Linked DNA regions of Mus musculus: region 2 is linked to region 1. A link is a contact called in public HiChIP or PLAC-seq data. All regions are on one chromosome and are shown on one strand. The core of a region is the stretch at or near the end of the contact, and the rest is flanking DNA. Distances in the headings are between cores, read along the strand shown. Region 1 holds the start of Dhdds (dehydrodolichyl diphosphate synthase). Region 2 holds the start of Cnksr1 (connector enhancer of kinase suppressor of Ras 1).

Region 1 (7,817 bases), core at 2,429-4,928:
ATAATTGTTATGACAACATGTCAAGGTAAAATCTGAGAAAGAACTTGGTCTCCTTTCGTTTTCACTGTACACAGTGGGCAGTTCACTGACGCTTCTCCATCCTGGCATGTTATATTTGCCATATTCACCCCCCACCTCGCCCCATCAACCTTTCCAAGCATCCCTTCCTCCCCTCCTTTCCCCTCCACATCAACAGTAGTCACCTTAGGCTTTAACTTCTTGACCCCACCATTCCCACACAGGAAAGAAAACAGGAGACTAATGAGATAACCAATTCCATCTACTTTCCTATGAACTCCACGGTTTCCTTCTTCTTCACGGTTAAACAAACCACCACTGTGTTGATATACCACAGTTCTTTTTTTTTTTTTTTTTTTTAAAGATTTATTTATTTATTATATGTAAGTACACTGTAGCTGTCTTCAGACACTCCAGAAGAGGGAGTCAGATCTTGTTACGGATGGTTGTGAGCCACCATGTGGTTGCTGGGATTTGAACTCTGGACCTTCGGAAGAGCAGTCGGGTGCTCTAACCCACTGAGCCATCTCACCAGCCCGATATACCACAGTTCTTAAACTCCATTTCCTCACTGCAAAGCAGAGACTGACTAGGCAAGCTGGCCACTGTGACGACGAGCGAGCAGTACACTGGGCTGGCAGGCATCTGGGGGGGACAGACTGTGATGCTTTAGGGTACACAGGCATGACCTAGCTGGATCACGCCAAATCGACCTTTTATTTTCTGAGGAATTTCACACTGACTAGACTACATTCCCCTCAGCCATGTAGGAGGGTTCTCTTGTCCTTACCAAAGCCTGTTGTTTTTTGGATTTTTATGAAGACGTATTCTGACTCAGGTAAGACCGTTTTTTCTATAACTGTCTATGGATGAATCTGTGGCTCATATACGTCTGTGTCCCACACATGAGCCGGTCCTGGAGTCACACAGTGAGTGGCCCAGTGGGTGCTGGAAATTGAACCTGAGCCCTCTGCATGAACATCAGGTCCTCTTAGCAACGGAACCTCCTCTCTAGCTCTGTCTAACCTGATCTAAGTGAGTTTTGACTTTTATTTAGCTTGTACCTACACATACTAATACTTTTTTTTCAGTTACTTATTGACCCATCTGTGTCTCTTCGTTTTAAATCTGTTCAATTGATTTAACTCTTTGATTGACTCATCAGTTTGGTCATTAATTTTTTTTTAAGTACATTTATTTATTTAGTGTGAGTGTGTATGTGTGTGTATGTCTGCAACTGTGGAGGTCAGAAGACAGTTTTTAAGAGTCCGTTCTCTATAAGAAGACTGTGGTCCCAATCCCTTCAGTTGGGATGGTATGGCTTAGGGGATGATTTACAAATAAATATGGTCTTAGAAAGGGAAAAACAACAAAAAAAAGAAGCTTCGACTGAGGGATCTCTATCTCTCCTTTCTTCTTTTCTTTTCCTTTCTTTCTTTCTTTCTTTCTTTCTTTTTCTTTTTTCTTTTTTTTTTTTTTAAGAGACCAGACCTCTGTTTAGGCAGGGAATAGAAAGTGAGATGTCAGTAGAAGAAAGAACTCTGGGAAAGAAGGAGGGGAGAGCTTTGCTGGGAAGACATCATGAACAGGATGCGTGCACCTGAGTATAGGTGACCAGCCAGGTGGCACAAAGTAGGCTCAAATAAATGGCATAGTTTAAATTATATCTAGTCAGAGAAGAGCCTGGCTATATGACCAAGGTATTTGTAAATATATTTTGAAGCGGAGTCTTGTTTCTGGGAGCACGAGGGTGGGAGGACGAACCAGGGCCTGACTTCTACAGCTCTCTCCTTCTGCCATGTAAGCTGTGAGAGCCGAATCCAGGTTGCCACACTTGGTGGCAAGAACCTTTATCCGTTGAGCCATGAGCCATCTCTCACGCTCATCCCTCCTCTCTCCTCTGCCTTTGTCTCCTACACTTATTTTTGCCAACACGAGGCAAAGTTTCCTAAGGAGAGAGTTTTCATTTTTTGGACTCCCTGTGATTATTTGACATTTGTAGGTATGTGGAAATACAAGGCTTACTGACGCAAATTCACTGTTAAAACACTGCTCGACAGTCTGTATCTAAAAACTAAAGCCAGGCTGACTGGCTTGCATCCAAACCTCTCTCAGGCACAGAATATGACATGGCTGTGACTCCTGATGGGGGCCTTTGATGGTTGAGCTGGTAAAGGTACTTGTCCCAAAGCCCGATCCTGAAAGCTGTTCTCTGTACTCTAAATGTACACTATATATCACCATACTAAGATAAATAACGGACTGGCACTAGATATTGTGCCACGTTCTTTGTGTATTTCTTTTTTTTAATCCTCAAAAAAGACAAGTTTGTTAAGCCACATGGTTGGTAAATAACAGTTTTCCTCACGGATGTCTGTCTCTAGAGCAGATGGTTAAAGTTTTAACCATCAAAGAACCATTAACTCAGAAGACACTGCAAGGAGAAACCGATGGAAACGCTGGGGCAGTGGTTCTCAGCTGTCCTTATGCTGTGAGCCTGGGATATAGCGCCTCAGGTGCTGACTTCAACCATGAGAGTATTTGCACTGCTACTTTATAACTGCCATTCTGGTACTATCGGAAATCGTAATGTCAGATACCTGATATCCGACCCTGTGAAAGGGTTGTTCAACCTCTGAAGGGGTTGGGACCCACAGGTTGAGAACTACAACTCTAGTGAGACAAATTTCTGTTCCCTCCCATTCAGAGTCACAGTCTCTCTTCCTTTTTCAAACTCAGAGTCTTGTGAATACCAAGAAAGCACCTGACCAGTGAGCTCTTTTGACACTCTCAACGGCACAATTCAGTTTTCCAGAAGGAAAATCTAACAGTCTATGTGATCTAATGATATTAAGAGACCCTGATTGGCCTTAAAAAAAAAAAAAAGTCACACAGTACAATAAATACTAGAAATGCAGCCCTTCAAACTACATTATAATTTCAAGATTCTCTCTTTACTAAATTCTACTTCATTGGGATTGCTACAATTTAATAATGAACTACTCAACTATCCAAAAGGTCAACTTTTCCCCCGGGGTACTGCTCACCTTTATGATGTTAGCACAGAACCGTTCCCACAGTGACAGCTCTCCTTCTTTGATCCATGACATAGTTCTTGCTATGTCAGAAATCACACAAGAACAACAACAACAACAAAAAACAGCCAGATAACCTTGAATAAATGAAAAGAGAGAGAAGTCATCCTTGCTTGCAATAAAACTGACTAAAGAGACTCTGCTGGACTGTGGCAGGCAACACGCGTCTGAATCCAGAGACTGTTCTAATCCGCTCAGGCCTCTACAAGCCAACGGGAGACCTTTGGAGCAAGGTAGTTCCCACTTTCTTATCCTTACGTGCACTGATTTCTTCCAAATATCCTGCCACATCATGGTACCTACATCTTGCTTGGTCAATCCCCACAACTTCCTTCTCTATTGCCCCGCAAACCATTGCTCACTCTAAGCTAACCAATCACTACCCTCCTTGGATGCCGCATCTGTTACCTCAATGGTCACTCTCCCGGCTGGACTTTAGTGTTTCCCGCAGCTAACTCCACATCCAGCTTCCCCTCCTCTGGGTCTCTGTGTTTACTCCCCACCTAGGACGCAGGAGAAGGCGCTTTTCCACCACTCCCGGGCGACTTACGACTTGGCGCTGAAAGAACACGTCACCTCTACGTGATTGGCTCCGCCTCCTCCGTCCGTGGTGGGCGGGGCCGCCCCTGCGTACTCGGGGGCGGAGCGGTGCGAGTTCTTGCGAGTTGGCTATTGGTGGCCGCTCTCGCGGGGCGTGGAAACAGCGCCTGGGAGGCCGAGGTCACGTGAGCCGATACTCCTACCTCTTGGGTCTCCTATTGCAAGCCCTGCACGTTAGGCGAGTTGAGCCTGAGGGATCGAGATGTGTTCGGCCCACGCATTTGCGTGGTCTCAGGTGTTGTGGCAGTTTGTTAGGGAGAGAGGATGCGGTTGCTCCACCTCAAAATTGAGTTTCTCTATGGATGATCGCAGTGCTTATATTATGGGAGACACGGTAATGTCGTATTTTGACAGTCCTCCTACCTCAGTCTCCCCAACTGCTGGGGATATGGACGTAAACCATGGAAGTGAACTGCGTTTATTTAAAAATTTGTCTTGGGCTGGAGAGGTGGCTCAGAGTTTAAGAGTACCGACTGCTCTTCCAGAGGTCCTGAGTTCAATTCCCAGCAACTACATGGTGGCTCACAACCATCTGTAATGGGATCTGATGCCCTCTTCCGATGTGTCTTAAGACAGCGACAGTGTACTCACATACATAAAATTAATCTTTAAAAAAACAAAATTGTCTTAAAAGTGTTCTTTTAGCCGAAACTGATGGCACGTCGTCACTGAACTCAGCACTCAAGGCTGAGGCCATTTGAATTAGTTAATGTCTTTTCTGCTACGTAGTAAATTTAGTCACCCTGATCTAGGGGATACTGTCTCCTCAAAAAATTCTGACGTGTTTTTTTACTTGTCGCCTTTTAATGCTGCTAACGCATCAGAAGGGTTTCTTGCGCTGGTCACTTTTGGGGAGCGATGCAAAGCAACTTTATAATTTGCAGATTCCGAAGACCCACGTTAATGAACTTAGGAGGACAAGTCAGAAAGAGCTTTACTCTTAGGACTTCCAAAACCACAATCCGTAGCATTTGGGAATAGAGCCCTAGTGGTAGAGTTCTTGCCTAGCAGGCTAGAAGCCCTGGGTTCAGTTTCCAGCCCAGTATAAAAAAGCATGGTGGCAGCGAATGCAGGGCAATCAGCAGTTTAGGTCACCTAGGGCGTTTGAGGCTAGCGTGGCCTACACAGGAAAACTCAACCTCAAAACTAAACAAAAATAGAAACAATCTTAAACATACAACAAAACACCATAAGCCACTTGTGGAGAGCTTTGGGGGTCAAGCAAGAACTCAAAAGCATTAGCTGTATAGCTAGTCTGAAGGACTTTTAGATACCTAACAGAACAAACTTGGGCCTGGACTGGGCTTCGGGAAACTTGCCTCCTCAAAAGTATTATCATCATCATCCATTGTCTTGCCTCTTGATGTATTTAATGATACAGGGAAGAAGTTGTTCTGCTTTCACACACACACACACACACACACACACACACACACACACACACACACACACACACACAAGCCAAAAAACTGAACTTTCAGTATCTGATGCAACTAGTATTTCTTTCAAATCATACTTGCATCTGTAATAGGGTTTCACAATTCCAACGAACCTTTTTTTTTTTTTAAAACTTTTGCCCCGTAGGCTCAATGACACAGGGTAAGATGTCACCTGTCGAGCTTTACCTGAGGAAGGCACAAAACGTGCATGACTCAACAAAGCTGTAGAGATGAATGGCCCATTCATCAGCTCTCACTTGTCCTCCCTTTGTGAGCCCTGAAGCTTCTGCCAATAACACCATTTTCTCAGGAAGACCTCTTAGCTCACAGAAGCCTAGTAGTTAGCGACGCTGGGTTTTAACTTTTGGTGCAATTAGCTAAAGGGTCACAACCCCCCTGCTCTGGTAACAGTTTGAGGATTTATTTAATCCACTTTCGGTTAATACTTACGTTTCCCTTTGGTAAAGTATCCCCCCCCAACCCCTCCCTTTGGAAAAAAAATCGTCCTGTAAGCACTCACTAGAAAGTTAGCAAACTGTATCACAAAATATTGGTTTATAGTGGGAGACTCTGCTTGGGCCTCAATTTCTCCGGTTCTGTATGGGACTTTCCTTTTGGGGGTGTTGCAAAGGGTTAATTAGGATTTGTAAAGGGCTTTGAGGAGTAAAGGACAAAGTATTATTAGGGTCTCCTGCCCTAAGCCCTGGCCCCAGCCTTTCATCCCAGCAGAGGCATAGGCAGCCCCATTCTTCTGCATGCCAGGCCTCTAATCCCCTGTGAATGTGGCAGCTTCCAAGGAAGGGACAAGAGGCCTTAACTAGAAACAAAAATCCAGAGTAATGAGGTGCTACAAGGGCTGAACTTTCAAGATTCGTCCCTAACAAAGTGGGAAAACCATAATGGTCCTGTGACTTCCCAATCCGCTCCGAGGTGGGGATTATGCGCCAGGAAAGCGTCCTAAGCATCAGAGAGACCAGTACCAACTCTGGAGTACCAATAAGTCTTTATTTTCCCAGGGAAGAGAAGGGAAGGAAAAGTCAGCATGTGTCACAGGATGATTATACGATAGGAATACAAGGGCCCGGGTACAGTAAAAATCAACTAGGAAATAAAACACCCCAGGCAGGGGTGGGGGTCATCCAAGCCCCGGGGGGTGGGGGGCCTTAGTCTCCTGCAGTTCAGGAAAGAGATGGGGAAAGGACAGACAAGTACACCCTTTCCCACCCTCCCCATAAATTCAAGATTTCTCACAAAGCTTTGGTTTCTAGCAGTAAACATGGAGATACATTCGTCCGTCTCCTAGTAACAATCTTGTGGCCTCTTTGACATAAGTTTCTTGCACCGGCATTAAGTTCCTGAGTGACTCACTGTACATTCATAGTCCCTTTTCTGGTGTCCAGATTCCAACTTTCTACATGGAAGGCCCCACAATTGCTTCTCTCGACCTAAGGGTGACAGATTACATTGGTTTGATCCATCCAAAGGCGAATCACACCATGAAATAAATGGTCTTGCCAGGGAGAAGCGGCACCTGCAATCCCTGCACAGGGGACTCTGTGCAGAAGGCAGGAGGAGAGCCAGGAACCCGAGGCTCTCTATCTCCAGCTACAGAGTGAGGCCCTGTCTCAAAACCACCAACCAAAACTCTTCACTGAGTTAGGGACAAGGAAAGAATGAGGTTCCTGGCTTCTTCAGAATTTTCACATGGGTCCTTCAAGAGTTACAGAGATGCTCAAAGAAGTAAATGAGCCTAAGTTTTCTTACGAGGGAGAAGAGGGGCTGTCTGAAGGTCACTGTGGTCCAGAATGGGAGACACAGGAGGAACAGGTAAGGATAAGCCATGGTCCCAGAGGTTCACTTTGAGAAGAGGACCGCACATTTAAGTTTCAGATGGTGTTGTCTGGTGCAGAGCTTTCTGTCAAAGATGCTTTGGCTATTTTTCTCTCAATACAACAAAAGTTTTGTAAACAATAAAACCCCAAAAGAACATGAAGACCAACACATTTATATTTACACAACTAGGCCACCTAGCAATCACCAACTCAGAGACAGTAAAAGTCCTACAAAGGCCAGACGAATACAATTAACTAGGGGTGAGGGCAGCATTTGGGGGGAGAGGGAGACAAGAAACCAAGATCAGACACACACACACACCACCCAATGTGTTCTATTGCATTTGTCCCGTTTCAACACAGTGAGGTAGGTTTGTGGCGATCTCAAAGCATGTAAACGAAACTCCCCACCCCCTCTTTCCTTTAGCTATCAACCATCACGCTACAGCAGGGCAGGACACTTGCCACTGAGGCCCATACTCATGAGTCTCTCAGAAAGCCAAGATTGTGAAAGGCTAAGGAGTTGAGTCCCTGCCTCATGTTCCCATGCCTGGACAGCACAGTGTGGGAATAAGGGTACTGGTCTTAAGTTGCATTCTTACTGGGATAACTCAGTGGCAGTGTACTTCCTAGCACAAATGAAGCCCAAGATTCCATCCCCAGCACAAAAAGCAATCAAATAAACAAAACCCACCTCGTCTTCATAAATTTGCATTAAAAAAAATCCACACACACATACATACACACTCTCTCTCTCACACCCTGCTGTGCATGGCAGGCTTCCACTAATCTGGCAAAAGGATGGATCTGGTATGGAAAGTTCCTCTTGTGCC
Region 2 (7,817 bases), core at 3,735-6,234, 240 kb after region 1:
GGTTCTGCAGCAACCCCACACCCTTCCTTCCCTCTCAGAGCTCCCTGTCAGGTCTCACTTGCTTCTCACCACCTTCAGGGAGCTTCCAGGGAGCCCTTTAACCGAGTTTAACCGAGATCCCACCCAGCAGCAGTCGCCATGCGACCTTTCTGTGTTGGCTCACGTCACGCCAGGCAGCTCCCACAGCCCTGGTCTTCACAGGACCCTCGGGTGACTTCCCCGCTCTGCCATCGACCTCCCTCAGTGTCCCTCATCTCCAGACTGCCCGCTCTTTCTCCACCACTCACCACCACCTGCTCATTGACCTGGACAATCTCGTCTCCTGGCAGGATCTGGGAGCTGGTGGCAGCCTGGGGTGAAGAACGGGGCTCAGAGAATGAGGCTTTCCTGGGGCTTGAAGCTGCCATGGCCTCCAGGATAGTCAGGGGTAGCAGGGGTGCTTGAGGCTCTTACCTGAACCCCTACTCGGGACACAAAGTGCAGGCAGTTGCTGGTGGTGTGAATTTCTAGACCCTGTAGAGAGAGAGCCAAGTCAAGCAAAGCTTGGCTTCAGCAGAGGCAGTGAGCAGGACTGAGCAGAAAGGGAACAGAGCCCCACGATGTCATTTTCCTAACTGCTGTGTAACTTCAGGTTTGTGGTCCCCATCTCTTACCCCCCATAAGGCCACAGGGCAACCCTGTCACTGATTTCCGAGTTGAGTCTCAGAAGTTTCATGAATGGAGAACGGGATGGTATGGAGCTGGGGGTAACGGGGAGCAACTCTGATTTTCTCGACTGTTGTTTCTGGTTGTTTCAAGTGTAAGCATCCTCTCTCATCTCTATTAATCTGTCTCCTCTCCCCCCACCCCCGAACCCTGCCAGGGCTGAAATGTGCTGCCCAAGCCACACAAAAGCCCCTGTGTTTGGGAAAGGTACCCAGGAATGGTGAGACCTCAAGCAATTCCTCTGGGTCTCCATATAAACACCTGTACCCAGACTCATCAATACAAGGTGTCGGGGCTCCGGAACCATGTTTCAGGGCTCGGGCAAGGCTGCCAGGGGTCTGCAGGAAGAGGTTAGGAGTCAGAACTCACGGAAGGGTCGTCCACCTGCACCGACTCCAGCACGGCCTTCTGTTCCAGCAGCTCCTCTGGGCTGCAGCTCAGGATGTTGTGACAGATCCCAGCCACGTGGCTGCACTAAGGGAGGACTGCAGGTTGTCTGGCTGCATCTGATTCCATACCCTACACCTCCCCACCCACTCGGGACACTCACAATCCTTAGGATGTTTCGTTCCTTCTCAGCCTCTGGGCAGTCCTGAAAGCAGGGAGCACAGCCCCCCCTTTAGAATGGAGTGGGGAGCACCTTCTCCCGAGAACACAGGCTCCTCCCTTGCTTTCTCTACACTGGTCTTCTTGTTAGAACTATAATGGTCTCAGAGTTTCAACTCCAAGGTTTCATTCCGGACACCTGACTCAACAACAGTCACTAAACATGTCCTAGCCTACCACCCTTCCCAAATGTTACCCGAGCTTCTGCCAGGGAAATCCTATGACCCATCCTATGACCTGTTACCCCATACCCAGAGACAGGCTTCTTCTCTTCTTGCTCACCACAACCCCCTCCCTCTCCAGCTCTCACACCCAATCTTAATCTGATTCACAGTTTATAAAAAGCTCTGGGGCCTAGACCAGCCTGTCCCCTGTCCCCATACCTCCTGCAGGACTTGGCCCAGCTCCCCGCACAGCACGCCAATCTCCTGGCAGGCAGAGAAGTCATTTAAGTGAGAGAAGAGGTACCTGGCAGGGGAAGGACAATGACGATGTTGGACATAATTGTCACCTGAGAATTGGAGATAATGCCTATCTCGGGTGGGACAGGACTTTGTTGTCCTATATGTACCAGGCCCTGTTGTAGGCACCAGGCAGACAGCCATTAAATAAAAAGCTATAGGAGTAATGATTTAACTTCAACTGTTCTGGGCATTACAAATGAGCTGTAAGAGTGTTACACGGGGAAGGCATCCATAAGGAGGTGATATTTGAGGTAAGATACATAGGACAGGCAATTGTTCTCTATTGGTTGAAGGACCAGGGAGATTATTCATTGGTAAAGATGTTTGCCTCTAAAGCTGACAACCTGAGTCTCTAGGCTCAGTGCCTGGGACGCCATGGTGGAAGATGAAAACCAACCCTTGCAAAAAATGCTCTGACCTTCACCACACTACTTTGTGCACACACACACACACACACACACACACACAGGTCCAACAAGCAAACAAAAACTCAACTGTTGATAAAATCATTCAGGTGACAAGCTCTAGGGTGGGTTGGGGAGCAAGGTGGCCCCTTGTCCCTGCTCAGATCTGCTCTGACATATCAGATCTACAGCCAAGTACTGTTTTTCTGCCCCAGACCCTAGAGGACACCAAGGAAGAGAAAAGCCTGATTAGTCACTAGTCACCCATCCCTAGTACCCGTTGAGCCAAGAGAGGAGGGCATGGGCTTCCCGCACCAGCTCCACCGCAGCCTTGAGGACGTCAGCCGGTGTCTCAGCACAGTTGCCCAGAGAGCCTTGGACCAAGCTTTGGAAGGCCTGGGTCCTTTCCAGCAGCCCCTGAGCCAGGCTCTGCAGGTTCTCTGTCTGTAGATTAGAGCCCTGCATCAAAAGAGGGTATATTACTACATCTGCCCTGGCCACCAGCCCACATGGGCAAACCCCTAAGCTGGTGGATGCGACCGCCGGTGCGGGCAGTGCTCACTCACCAGGGCCCGGAGCTGTTCCACCCCATCTAGAATGAGTTCCTGGTGGCCCAAAGGCCACACAGTCAGAGCCTCGAGGCTTTGGGGACAGAGCTGCAGCAGGTACTTCCCAGGCAGCTGCCAGTCCTCGAAGGGATAGTCCTGTAGGGCATCATCAAGGCCTGGAGCAGAAAGAGGTCAGCGTGAGGAAACAGGTGTCATTGTCATTCTGAGATTTTATTACATCAGAGCCCTTCCCCTCCTTCCTGTCCCTAATGACAACCCTGAGCCCCTGGCTTGATTCTGCCCTTCTCACAACTGATGCTACTGAGGTGAAAACCATAGTCGACAATGACTCTAGCACGTGTGTCCAACCTACCGACAGTGCCATCTACCAAATTCATGCTCAAATACCTTGACATATAGTGACCATCACACACAACAAACAGGGGCTGCAGAGATGGCTCAGTGGTTAAGAGCACTGACTGCTCTTGCAGAGGACCCAGGTTCTGCTCCCAGCACCCACAGGGTAACTCACAACCATCCGACAGCACTCTCAGGGTGCACATATGTACATGCAGGTAAAACACACACACACACACACACACACACACACACAAAGTAAATAGAATGTAAAATATAAATTAAATGGGACTGCTAGAAGTGCCTGCTTCTACCCATGTATTTTAGGTGATTGCTGGGCCACTCAGTCCAGAGTCAGGCAGCAAGCAGCAGCCATCACATTGCTGCCAGGCTGTCTACCATGACCTTACTTTGTGGGAGGCAATGTTTTGAGAACTTTACCCATAGTCGGGTATGGCGGTGGCGAATGCCTTTAATCCCAGCACTTGGAAAGAAGAGACAGGAGGATCCCCGAGTTCACAACCAGGGCTATACACAGAAACCCTGTCTCAACAAAACAAAACAAAACAAAACAAAACAAAACAAAACAAAACAAAACAAAACAAAACAAAACAAAACAAAACAACCACTTTACCCATCTGGCACCTTTGCTCTTCCCATTTCTAGAGGGTGGAGACCACCCATCATCGTCCCTGATACACTAATGCATACAGATGTAGCAGCTTGCTCATGCTTTGATGGAAAGCCTCCCATTTCAGGCCCAACTGCCATGGGGAATGTGTAGCCATTAGGTTCTCCTCCACCATTTCTCCTGTGCCATTACAAGGGCTGGATTGGGAATTCAGGACCCAGGGTTACTCGGACAATTTCATTCCCACGTTGAATGTGCTGGCCTGCCATCCTCCCTCCCAGAGGTCACAAACATTTGAGCAACGGAAGCTAGTCACACCACCATGGTCTCATTTTGACCGATTCATGAATAGAGAGGCCTGTGGTCACCTTCCTGGTGAGCGGTAGTAGCCACCAGTGTGGGGGAGTCAGCCTGTTGCTCTCCTGTCTGCTCACACAGAAATGCCTGAGCAGGCTCCAGCTACCCGCCCCCCCCCCACGCCCCTCTGAGAGCCTCCACACCCCGTCCTGCAGCCACACGCCCTCATTTTTCCTGAGTCTGACTGTGTTTGTGACTCTTGGTCACCTGGGGAGTGATCTTCACTCCTGAGGGTGGAGCTGTGTCACCCCTTCAGTATGACTAGGGTTTCTGTTTCTCTTACTGCCAACCTAAGGCTGAGAAAATGACACCCAGGGCCGGCCCTGTTCCAAGACTGAACAAATCACTTCCTGGCTCTGTGTATGTTTCTACTTCTGAAAAATGGGCTTAATAATAGCTCACAGGGCCCTGGGGCACTGAGAAGATGACGGAGATAAAGGGGGTGTGGGCCACTAGAGCCTCCCTGTTTTGCGTACTTATCACCGCACCTGTCTGCCGCCACCCTGGCGGGCGCTAGAACACCCCTAAAGTCTGGGAAAGACCCCTTCCTGCATCTTGGGCCCTCCAGTGTCGCCTGGCCTATCTCTGCCCTCACTGTTCCTGTATTGGGGACGCTGGTCGGCTGGTACAGGGTAGACGCTCTATAAATACCTGTTGACTCATAGACTCCGCAGGTTCTTTCTCCTTTTCCCTCCCTACTTTCTGGTCCAAGGGACACCGCACTAATCCCCTTGAGCCCACTTCGCCCCTGCCTCTCCCGATTCACCAACCTCTCAGCCAAGCTGCCACCTTCCCGGGGGTCCAGGCCTCCACGGGCTCCATCCTGAGCTCTGCCCGTAGCGTCCAGCCCCTGCAGGAATTTCCGCTCCCAGTCCGAGCCCGAGCCCGGAGGCCGCGGGGCTGGGCCAGAGCAGGCAGGGCGGGGCCGCTGCATACCTGGGCCCACGTGGCCAACCAGGTAAGGCAGTGCCACTGCCATTGGTCCACCGCCTGTCTTCCTCCTGCCCTGCCCCTCTGGCATCCTAGGGCTTTGGCAACTAGGCAGTTGGACTCCTGGGCTGGCGCCAAGGGGTGTGTGACTCAGGCAGTCCGGAACTGGCATGGGATTCAACTCAAAACTGGCCTCACCAAGGAGGGAGGATCCCTATAAGTTTGACGTTAGCCGAATCTACATAGTGAGTTCCAGGCTAGCCAGAGCTGTGCATCGAGACTTTGTCTCAAATATCCACAAAACAAAAAACAAACTGGGCTCATATCCCAGCCGAGAGGACCCTGACCTCTCAGCACCCCACCCCCACCCCCAAAAAGAGTACTTGGTGAATGGTTGGCGCAGAAGCAAAGCGCAGGACTAGCCACTATCTACCCATCCCCGGGTCCCCGTGGTATCTATCTCATTATCGCCATCTGGAGTTGTTGCACAGACAGCTGACCTACTTTCAGTGCTCATTTCAGGGCATAACAGTCCTTGCTTCACGGGACATTTGCGAGCATCTGAACAAATGGTGGCTATAAGTGGCATCATCTCAGGATTCTGAAGGCTGAGGCAGGTGGATGGCTCACCTGGACTACAGAGCAAGCCCATTCCAAAACAAAACGAAACAGCAGAAACTGAGTAAATAAAAGCTGCACCGTGGACTCTGCCCCCTTTGACAACCTGTTGAGATTTAGAGGCCCTTTCTCAAAGTAAGACTTTAATCAATTCAGTTATTACTTATTTTAGGGCACAAAGGGCTTTTATTGGTTACCATAGTAAGTGAAGAGGAAGCACCCCAGCCATTCCCAAGACATTTGCAGATGTCAGCTGCCTCCTGAAAGCGCTTTTATTCTTTTTTTTTTGTTGTTTTTTTTTTTTTGTTTTTTTTTAAAGATTTATTTATTTATTATAAGTACACTGTAGCTGTCTTCAGACACTCCAGAAGAGGGCGCCAGATCTCATTACTGATGGTTGTGAGCCACCATGTGGTTGCTGGGATTTGAACTCTGGACCTTCGGAAGAGCAGTCGGGTGCTCTTACCCACTGAGCCATCTCACCAGCCCAGCTTTTATTCTTGCTACAATTTTTGAGTTGCTTTTCATTCTTGCTATGTTGCTCAGACTGCTCTACAACTCAGGGGTTCCAGTGATTTTCCTACTTTTGTTCCCCCCCCAAAAAAAATAGAGACCACAGTTTGCATCACAGAACCAGTTAGAATGATGCCTTTGTTTGTTTGTTTGTTTTTGTTTTGTTTTGGAGACAGGGTTTCTCTGTGTAGCCCTGGCTGTCCTGGAACTCACTTTGTAGAACAGGCTGGCTTCAAACCTGCCTCTGCCTCCCGAGTGCTGGGATTAAAGGCGTGGACCACCACGCCCGGCTTAGAATGATGCTCTTAAAAGCCCAAGCAACTGGGGCTGGGGAGATGGCCAACAGTTAAGAACAGGCAGAAAGAGAACCGGGTTCAATTCCTAGGACTCACATGTTGACTCACAACTGTCTGTAGCTCCAGTTCCAGGGGATCTGATGTCCTCTTCTGCCCACCTCATAAACTGCATGAACATGGCACAACACAGGCAAACACCCATACTCCCAAATCCTTTATTTAAAAAAAAAAAAAAAAAAAAGCAAAAAAGCACAGGGGCTGGAGAGATGGCTCAGCGGTTAAGAGCACTGACTGCTCTTCTGGGTCCTAAGTTTAAATCCCAGAACCCACATGGTGGCTCACAACCATCTGTAATGGGATCCGATGCCCTCTTCTGGTGTGTCTGAAGACAGCTACAGTATACTCATATATAATAAATAAATAAATAAATAAATAAATAAATAAATAAATAAATAAATAAATAAATCTATCTCTAGCCAGGCAATGGTGACACAGAACCCACATGGTGGCTCACAACCATCTGTAATGGGATCCGATGCCCTCTTCTGGTGTGTCTGAAGACAGCTACAGTATACTCATATATAATAAATAAATAAATAAATAAATAAATAAATAAATAAATAAATAAATAAATAAATAAATCTCTAGCCAGGCAATGGTGACACATGACCTGTCTTGAAAACAAAACAAAACAAAAAAAAAAAAAAGAAAAATCACAAAACAATGCTTAGAATTACACCAACAATTATAACAAAACACAAATCTGTGGCCAGGTGTGATGGCACACACCTTAATCCCAGCACTCAGGAGGCAGAGGTAGATAGGCTCTGTGAGTTCAAGTCAGTCTGGTCTACATTGTGAGTTCCAGGGCAGTCAGGACTATGTCGCAACCCATTGATGCACCCTAATAAAAATTTTAATGTAAGCACGTAATATATATTTTATTTCTATTTAGTCTTAAAGAATACTGACTAGCATTGGAACACCTGTGTCCAAAAGCCCAGGGCTGCAGAGCTGCAGTGTTAAGAGCCCTGACTGCTTTTCCAGGACCTGGGCTCAGTTCCTAGCACCCGCATGGCAGCTCAGCTGTCTTTGACTCTAGTTCCAGGGATTCAATAATCGCTTCTGGCCTCTGAAGTAACCAGGGATGATAATGGTACACAGTCATACATGCAGGCAAACATACATATAAAATTTTCTCTTAAAATAACAAACCAAAACCTAAGACACAAATGTGTGATAGATACGCTGAGGTACTTATTAATAAATAGCATTAGAAAAATTAAAATTAAATCTTACTTTTCAGTGGTATTAGGACATCATTTTTCTTTTTAAAGATTTATTTATATACACAGTGTTCTGCTTACATGTATGCCTGCAGGCTAGAA

Evidence for each region. HiChIP or PLAC-seq counts read pairs in DNA pulled down with a chosen protein or histone mark.
Region 2: an H3K4me3 HiChIP or PLAC-seq map of craniofacial prominence shows a contact between it and region 1, with 2.6 times the contacts expected there. The contact joins the promoter of Cnksr1 here to the promoter of Dhdds in region 1. A contact is called at or near these places in 9 of 39 promoter capture datasets (the 3T3-L1 cell line, the C10 cell line, the HPC-7 cell line and 4 more), 1 of 15 datasets of contacts at CTCF or cohesin (large pre-B cells), 4 of 484 Hi-C or Micro-C datasets (CD8 central memory T cells, bone marrow-derived macrophages, embryonic stem cells and 1 more), 6 of 115 datasets of contacts at active chromatin or transcription factors (bone marrow-derived macrophages, craniofacial prominence, embryonic stem cells and 3 more) and 4 of 9 other capture datasets (adipose tissue, liver, macrophages and 1 more).

The regions. Positions count from the first base shown.
Region 1 is chr4:133,997,204-134,005,020 of GRCm38.p6, forward strand. Dhdds (dehydrodolichyl diphosphate synthase) reads right to left here and starts at 3,679. Exons shown (of 9, transcript NM_001362959.1): 1 at 3,522-3,679; 2 at 3,066-3,190. The coding sequence starts at 3,128. Lin28a (lin-28 homolog A (C. elegans)) reads right to left here. Exons shown (of 4, transcript NM_145833.1): 4 at 6,127-7,817.
Region 2 is chr4:134,233,415-134,241,231 of GRCm38.p6, forward strand. Cnksr1 (connector enhancer of kinase suppressor of Ras 1) reads right to left here and starts at 4,985. Exons shown (of 21, transcript NM_001081047.1): 1 at 4,843-4,985; 2 at 2,746-2,903; 3 at 2,457-2,638; 4 at 1,695-1,779; 5 at 1,256-1,297; 6 at 1,075-1,179; 7 at 454-513; 8 at 288-350. The coding sequence starts at 4,894.